Linked DNA regions of Mus musculus: region 2 is linked to region 1. A link is a contact called in public HiChIP or PLAC-seq data. All regions are on one chromosome and are shown on one strand. Each heading gives the region's core, a stretch centred on a gene start, on an enhancer-like site or on the middle of the called end of the contact. The rest is flanking DNA. Distances are from core to core; before and after follow the strand shown. Region 1 overlaps Lrig1 (leucine-rich repeats and immunoglobulin-like domains 1). Region 2 overlaps Frmd4b (FERM domain containing 4B).

Region 1 (3,746 bases), core at 504-3,003:
ACAATTTTTAAAAAGGAAGTGAGCGAATACAAAAATTGGAGAAAGAAGTCACTGATTTGTACAAAAGTCAGGCTACTGAGTGTCCACACTGAAAAGCACACAGAAAAGCTCCCAGGGAAAATGGCTTAAAGCTACTCAGAATCAGCCATGTTCATGCATACAACCAAAGGCAAGCTGGCTCCAGAGGACAGAGCTGTGGGTGTGGCCTTCCTTGCAGCTGTTGCCAATGAATCTGTACTCTCAGCCCATGGAGCTGAAAGATTAGCAGGCTGGGGAAAACTTCACTGATCCAACTACTCCATCCGTGGCCTTCGGTGGCCCTAAGAAAACCCTACTAAAATGACCCTGGAACTTCTTGCCTTTTCTCTAAAGCTATGTTCCTCAAAAGCTAAGTCAAAGACGTCAAGCTTGCAGGTCCCGTAGTTTTCTTTGGCCCAGAATCCTTTATCTGGAATGCTCGGGACCACAGTTTTCCAGATCTCAGATTTTTTTTTTAGTTCTGGGTTATTTACATGAGGAGTCTATCCGAGTCTAAACATGAATTCATTTATGATTCATATACACCTTATACACATAGCCTCAAGGCAACTTTATACACTAATTTTAATACTTTTGTACATGAAAACGAAGTTCCCAGTACGGAATTTTCCACTTGTGGTGTCATGCTAGCGCTCAAAACTGTCAGAATCTGAAGCATTTTGGACTTTCAGACTGGGGAAGGTCCGCCTTGCTTTAAAGTGCACTATTTGCTTCTCCTTAGTAATACCAAAGGCTGAGTGAAGGGTCCCTAACGGAGCCCCTCCCCCAGTGCTCCATTTCTCCTTTGGCTGTCCTAGGTATCTGTGCAGAGAAGCCAGAGTACTTTCAGCTAGGCATCCCATACACAGACCCACTTACTCTCTTACCAGTAAATCCAATAATCAGTAAATTCACTCCCTCTTTGCTTCCAATTGCCAGAATCATAACCCTAAAAATGAATTTTTATAAGTCTTAAGTCTCTTACAGATAGGTAAGTAGATGACCAGCCCGAGGTCACACTCCCCGTCAGTAGCAGAGCCAGGACAGAACTTCAGGCCTGCTGAGACTCAGCTGCAAGCTGGTTTCCATATTACCACATTCTTATTATCCACAACTTTAGAAATTTCACTTGTGGGTCCAGAACTAACATAATTAAACTGTTCCCAATTATTATTTCAAACAGAGTTGTGAAATAATCTAGACATCTTCTCGGGGGCTGGAGAGAGAGCTCAGTGATTGAGAGCACTTGTTGTTCAACCATGAGGACCAGACTCTGAACTCCAGCCCCCATGTTGGCTGGCTCGGAAACACCTGTAACTCCAGCTCCAAGGCATCTGACACCCTCTTCTGGGCTCCAGGGGCAAGAGAGAGAATGCACAAGCACACACACACTACATGTGAACACATGCACATACAACAAACACATATACATACATACATACATAATTTCAAATACAAAGCGAAAATCTTAGCAGAATTTCTGGTTTTTCTCTTGCGTAAGGCAGAGAGCCTCTTCCATGAGGTCAGATTACCTGTGGACAAGACACGGACGGACATTGGGTCTGAGAAAACAGTGAATTGGGAATGAGGTAGCCCTGGTAGCTAATAAACACTTTGTTTGGCTTGGTTTCTGGCTCTCCTCTCCTGAAGAGGAGCGGACAATCCCCCCCACTCAAGTTGGCCTCAGCATCCATCACTCGGTTGCATCAACAACCCACTTCCTGGAAGCTACGAGCTCTTCTGGCTGTTTATAAAGTTTTGCAAACACTAGGCGCTCATGTGCCAGAAACTCACACTGTCCCAGGTGGAGAAAGGAAGTCACAGACGCACACAAAATTATTTTAGTCAAAAAAAAGAAAAAAGAAAGAAAGAAAGAAAAGAAAACTCAGTCTGTGAGCATGAAGATGACCCTAGGTACCACACATCCCAATCTGCAAAACAGAACTTAAAGTTACAATCAGAGCCTCATAGTTAGTTCTCCTGCCTATACGTTTTAGCAAACTCTTTTGTGTATGCATGCTTTTGTAAACAAGAGGATCCACTGTAAATGGTATCTAATCAAATATGACAGTGGCTTAATTATGCTTAACTGAGTCTGTGAGCTTAAAATGACACATACAGGCTGGATTTTTAAACCACTAAACACTATGTAATTTACCTAGAATTAGATTTTCACAGACAGAATATGAAAATCATCAACTTTATTTTAAAGAAATTCCTCCAACCAACAGAAAGAGAACAGAGAAACGGAACCAAGGACCATGGACCGCTCAGTAGCAAGGAGGAAAAAGCATTGTTCTAATCTGTGTGAAGCTAAAAGGAGCCCAGAGGGTTCCAGGAAGCTGGCTCTGTGCTTTTGGGGGATTTTCTTATAGGGTGCTTCTAACTCTATTTAAAGCAGACTCAAGTAGACACAGCTGGAGGGTCAGGCCCTGCAAAGTAAACACGAGTTAACTCAATTCAGATTCAAGACTTAGCTACAACCAACCGGCTAATCATCTCTACACTAAATAATAATAATATCTAAAATGCCTCTTTGAAATGACCCATTGTAATTATATTTGCTTGCTAATAGAGTCTAATCTAAATAATAGCTTGGAAGAACCCTCTCATTTAAGGATCTATGGAAGAAAACTCAAGTGACTTTTACAACCTGACTGAGCTCGGGTGCTAAAAATGTTTCAAACTCTCCTCACAAAACCAAAGGTAGGGGGGAAAAAAAAAACCCGCGTAATTTGAGAATATAAAAAACAGGGTGCATGAAATATGTGCTTGGCAAACATCCTGTAAACACGTTGTCAGAATTTCCTTTAGAAAACAAGTCCATTATTTTTCAGAACTTGTTCATGTTCCCATGTCTTAAAGTCATCTTTTAATGAGGAGTTGCCATGTGAGTATGCCCCCCCCCCCAACCTGCTAAATGAACATCCTACACATTTACAGAGAAAATGGCATGCTCTGGATTTACTTCTGTAAAACCCTGTAGAAGGAGAAAGGAGCATGGAGCCTATGAAACAGGCCTGCATGGGCAATTACTGAAGGTGGCTGACAGTTTCAGAATTCACGACGTCATTAATACACTGCCCACTTGTCTCTCTTATGAAACAGTGATAAGAAGAAAACATCCTACATCAACAGAGGCTACATGGCAAACATTTCCTTAACTCAGAATTGGTTTTAAGGCTGGTCATTCCAATCACCTCACAAGAATAAAAAAAAAGTTCTCTCTGCAACAGGCTTTGTCACAGTCAGTTGACAGCTTTCACAGCCCTTTCCTGTTGTCCAACCCAAAGTGCTTCAGATGCAAATGGCTTTCAAAGGGAGAGTACTGGGACCACAGGACCTAGTGCTACCTAGATGCCTGATGCCCCCCAGTTCAGAAATTCAGTCCTGAGGATCCCCAACAGCCATCATCAAGTAGGTAATCCAGAAGACAGAATTTTACCAGCGCAGTGTGTGCTCTGGCGAGTTGAGCAGTGAATCATTTGAACAGCACATTATCCATTAGTAGAAGGGTCAAAGGACAGGAAGGGAGTGGGGTTGGGGGCAACTGCTCACTGCTGCACAAAGAAGCTACAGAAAACAAATTTTAAGGACTAACTGGTTTTTAAATCAGCTTTTACAAGAATGGGACAGGGCTGCTTGTGGGGGGCAAATGGTACTCATTTATTCATTTCCAATACCTACTGATCATAAAAGGAAAGAGACCTAGGCATCACAAAGACTTA
Region 2 (3,784 bases), core at 266-2,765, 2.6 Mb after region 1:
GAGGAGTAAGAGGAGGAGGAGGAGAAAAGGAAGGGAAAGAGTAATATTCATGTATACTTCAGATTAAAAAGAACAGAGAAGGCAATTATGGCAGCCATTTTGTGGAATAGGACCAAGTCCCTTGAAATGGGGCTTGATTTCACAGCCAAGGCTAGTCTTAGACCCATGTTGATCCTCCTGCCTCAGCTTCCCAAGCACTGGGATTACATATGTGCCCTGTGACCTGCATATCCCTCAACAATTACTAGTGGTTTGCAGCTCAGGGCAACTGAACTATTCCCCACCTCACCCCACTTCCAGGCTATCTGGTGGTGGGAGGGGACTTGGCTGGTGATCACATGGGAAGAGAGGATGCTGCCAGGACAAAGTGCAGACACTGTGCCCTGTACTTCTATGCTCAGGAGAGTTCCATACTTCAAAAAAGCTAGTGATCCAGCTGGGGCTGAGAAACGCTGAGTTAGGGGGCAATATTTTGTGTTCTTTCTGGGTTTTGAGAGGTAGGATATGTAAATGAAGATGCTTTTGCTCCATAATAGTAAGTATCAGAATTCCGATTCTTTCACATAGATAATACTTTTTAGAATCAACATGGTTGCTCAGGTACTTTTCTAGATACAAACGTTACCTGTTACCTGCTAGAGAGACTTAACTATCCCAGACTAAAGCGGTCCTGTGTACTCAACAGTATCAGTTGTGGTAAAAATACTTTTATAAGAGATCCCAACAGAACATTCTCAGAGTCTGAAAACTATTCTTCTTCAGGTGTGATGTCATAGCCATATGTATGTAAAAATGTCACACCTCACATGTAATCAGTTAAATATGTTGGCTATTTTGCAAATAGGTTTAGATGGGTTAGGATAGGTTCTGGGTATTTAAAAAATGTGTCATGTAAAAACTGGATATCTAAAATGACATCATCTCACCAAAGTTTCTTCTGTGGCCATGTCTCCACCCAGGGCTGAGGGGTTGGCCTCTTTCCTGTTACAACTTGCATGGGGGCACATGGGCATGCATGTCAGACAACCAGGCCTGGCATGGTGCTGTTCCCAGGTGTCGCCGCAGATGACCAGGTACTCTCTGACTCTGTTTATGGTTTATGTCTCTGTGTTTGTGACTGTCTCTCTCTCCCTGTCCCCACACCCAGCCCCCAGAACTCACTGTTTCTCAGTCTGACTTCAAATTTGCGCTAAATGTAAAGATGGCTTTGAATTTCTGATTTTCATACCTCTATTTCCTGAACACTGGGACCAAAGGTACACTCTACCGTGCTTGGTTTATATGGTGTTGGGAATCAAACTTTAGACCTCATACGTGTTAGATAAGCACCCTGCCAGCTTTAGGCAAACACCTGAGCTACAAACTCCAACTCTACATGTCATTTTTCTTTGTGTGTGTGACAATGCTACCATTGGTTAAGTCCTAGGTATAGCAAGTAAGAGGGTGGCCATGGGTATGAGATGGTGCCCTCTGTGCAGAGCTATTTCCTCTTCTGCAGAGAGCACCTGCCATTCCTATGTAAGAAATCCTCTCATTCTTGAAGATGTGGTCAGTGGTCTCCTTTGAACATTCACCCTACCTCCTTCCTGTGAGCGAAGAACAAACCACTCTGTTCTTTGTGAGCGTCTCATCATTCAGGTCTTAGCTTAAATGTCACTTCCCTGAACACACCAAATGTCCCTCCCCACCCATGCCCGATCTTCCATCTCAACAGAATTGTACCAGAGGCAATTCAGAGTTTACAGTGATATGATTTCCTTGTTTTCACCAACCATCTCTCTAGAATATTTTCAGAGAAACAGATAAGTTAGCAGCCACAATTACTTCCTCCACAGTATATTTTTTTTTGCATTTCTTTTTGGTAACAAAACAACTTGAGTTAGAGCTTTGGCCACAGCCTGCCAGCATGAAGACAGTGCTTCCCAGCCTTCCTTGCAATGAGACGGGGACTTCCTGAAGGATAAAGGGCTTGCTCTACAATGCCTTTCACCTTCTTTAACTACACTCAACTGAATCTTGGAAAGTCCTCATCACAGAATTTCAACCCCTAACTGGAATTAAGCACAGAGGTGGTGAGAGATGTCCTACTGTGCAGGGAAGTATGGAGTGCAGGGGCACACATTTCACTCTGAACAATTTCCTTTAGCCCACTGGATGCCTACAACCCCGAGAGGTGAAAGCGGAGGGAGAATCCTCCAAGCTTGACAGATGAGAAAATGAGGGGGCAGAGAGGCTAAGTGGCAGTTCCAAGTCCCAGCTGGTCAGTGGGAACACGAAACTGGTTCTCATTTCAAGCCCATGGGATAGGATTGGCGGTCTCCTCCCACTGGCTCTGCAGGTTTAAACAGATTGATTATTGGTGTGGCTGAAGCTTCATTACCCACTTTCCAAACAGGATGGACTGGTCCTCTGGCCACATTTTGTAATCCAGAGTTTCTCTTCCACCCCAGACAGTGTGTTATACTGATGCAGACAGCACTCTTCCTGGTCTCCTAGCATAAACCCTACTCTGGGATAGAGGGACCTTCTCTGTGGTCCAAGGTGACAAGCTGGCATCAGAAAGAGCAAGGTGAAGTGGAAACAGTCATGATGTCTGAGATTAGACAGATAATCAAGCTGCTACCTTTTGGTACAGGACGGAGTGCTGCTATAGCAGTCGAACAGAAGGACTCTGTGTGTATTGCTTAACACATCCGCCTCCAGGCACGAGGAAATTCCAACAGTTTTAAAAAAAATCACTTAACTGAAGGCCAAGAGTGAAGATATTCACTGCAAGGATCTCTTATCATGCTATGAAGTAATAAGATGCTAATCTTGAAAGGCATTTCATCAGGATGGTCTAGGAGATACCTAGAGTAGCAGTGCCCTATTGGTCCCCCTACAGGCCCTGCTTTCCAGATGAAGTCCTTGCTGTAGAGCCAGAGTTAGGTCATGACATACACACTAAAGCCTTACTTGCCCTCGGATGGATGGTCTAGTTTCTTGTGAAAGACATTTTTTCCCCTCTCTCTCTCTCTCAAAATGCTGAACAAGGGACCAGAGAGATGGCTCAGGGGAAGAGCACTGGCTGCTCTTCAAGGTCATGAGTTCAATTCCAAGCAACCACATGGTGGCTCCCAACCACGTGTAACTGGATCTGATAAATAAATAAATAAATAAATAAATAAATAAATAAATAAATAAATAAATCTTTTTAAAAAGTACTATACAAGCCATAAAAACCTAAGAAGAGGGGCTGGCTCAGTTGGTAGGATACTTGCCTTGTGTGCATAAAGCCTTGGGGTTGAGCCTCAGCCTCATATAAACAGGGCCCAGTCATGCACACTTGTAACCCCAGTTGAAGGCTGAAGAATCAAAAATTCAAGATTTCTTGCCTATATAGCAAGTTCAAGACCGGTCTGGGGGTATGTGAGAACCTGTCATAAAGTCATTAATGATTTTTCTTCTCATAAATAGCAAGCACATCTTCATGTATTATGGGTAACACACAGGGAAAAAAGGGTTTACCAGTAGGGAATAGGGACTGAAAACAGGAACTTCTAGTATCCCAGGATTGCTTTCAATACCCTTCCCTGTCGGTATAAAAATATTTCACATGCTCTCTTTAATTGTTTACCTCCCTCCCTCCCGAGGAATGATTTTTCTTTATCTGGTGATAGCTGTTTATCAGGCACGGGGCCAGAATATAATCTCATTCAGTTCTCACACCCTCCCCTTCAGCTAGTGGGATTACAGTTGTGCAAGATGAGGAAGACACCTTTAAAGAGATGAAAACTGTACCGAG

The links. HiChIP or PLAC-seq counts read pairs in DNA pulled down with a chosen protein or histone mark.
Region 2: a contact with region 1 is called in an H3K27ac HiChIP or PLAC-seq map of thymic regulatory T cells, with 12 times the contacts expected there. The contact joins two enhancer-like sites. A contact is called at or near these places in 2 of 484 Hi-C or Micro-C datasets (CD8 T cells and Th1 cells) and 1 of 115 datasets of contacts at active chromatin or transcription factors (thymic regulatory T cells).

The regions. Positions count from the first base shown.
Region 1 is chr6:94,688,703-94,692,448 of GRCm38.p6, forward strand. The region is part of intron 1 of Lrig1 (leucine-rich repeats and immunoglobulin-like domains 1); the gene reads right to left. Among named protein-coding and RNA genes, the nearest start is that of Lrig1, 9.6 kb to the right of the region's middle. Within about 2 kb of position 1,754, at least 16 of the 459 cell types and tissues checked have an H3K27ac peak or open chromatin away from gene starts, as enhancers often do. A contact at or near this core is called in Th1 cells and thymic regulatory T cells, where this site is marked.
Region 2 is chr6:97,316,581-97,320,364 of GRCm38.p6, forward strand. The region is part of intron 11 of Frmd4b (FERM domain containing 4B); the gene reads right to left. Among named protein-coding and RNA genes, the nearest start is that of Gm32191, 66 kb to the left of the region's middle. Within about 2 kb of position 1,516, at least 42 of the 459 cell types and tissues checked have an H3K27ac peak or open chromatin away from gene starts, as enhancers often do. A contact at or near this core is called in Th1 cells and thymic regulatory T cells, where this site is marked.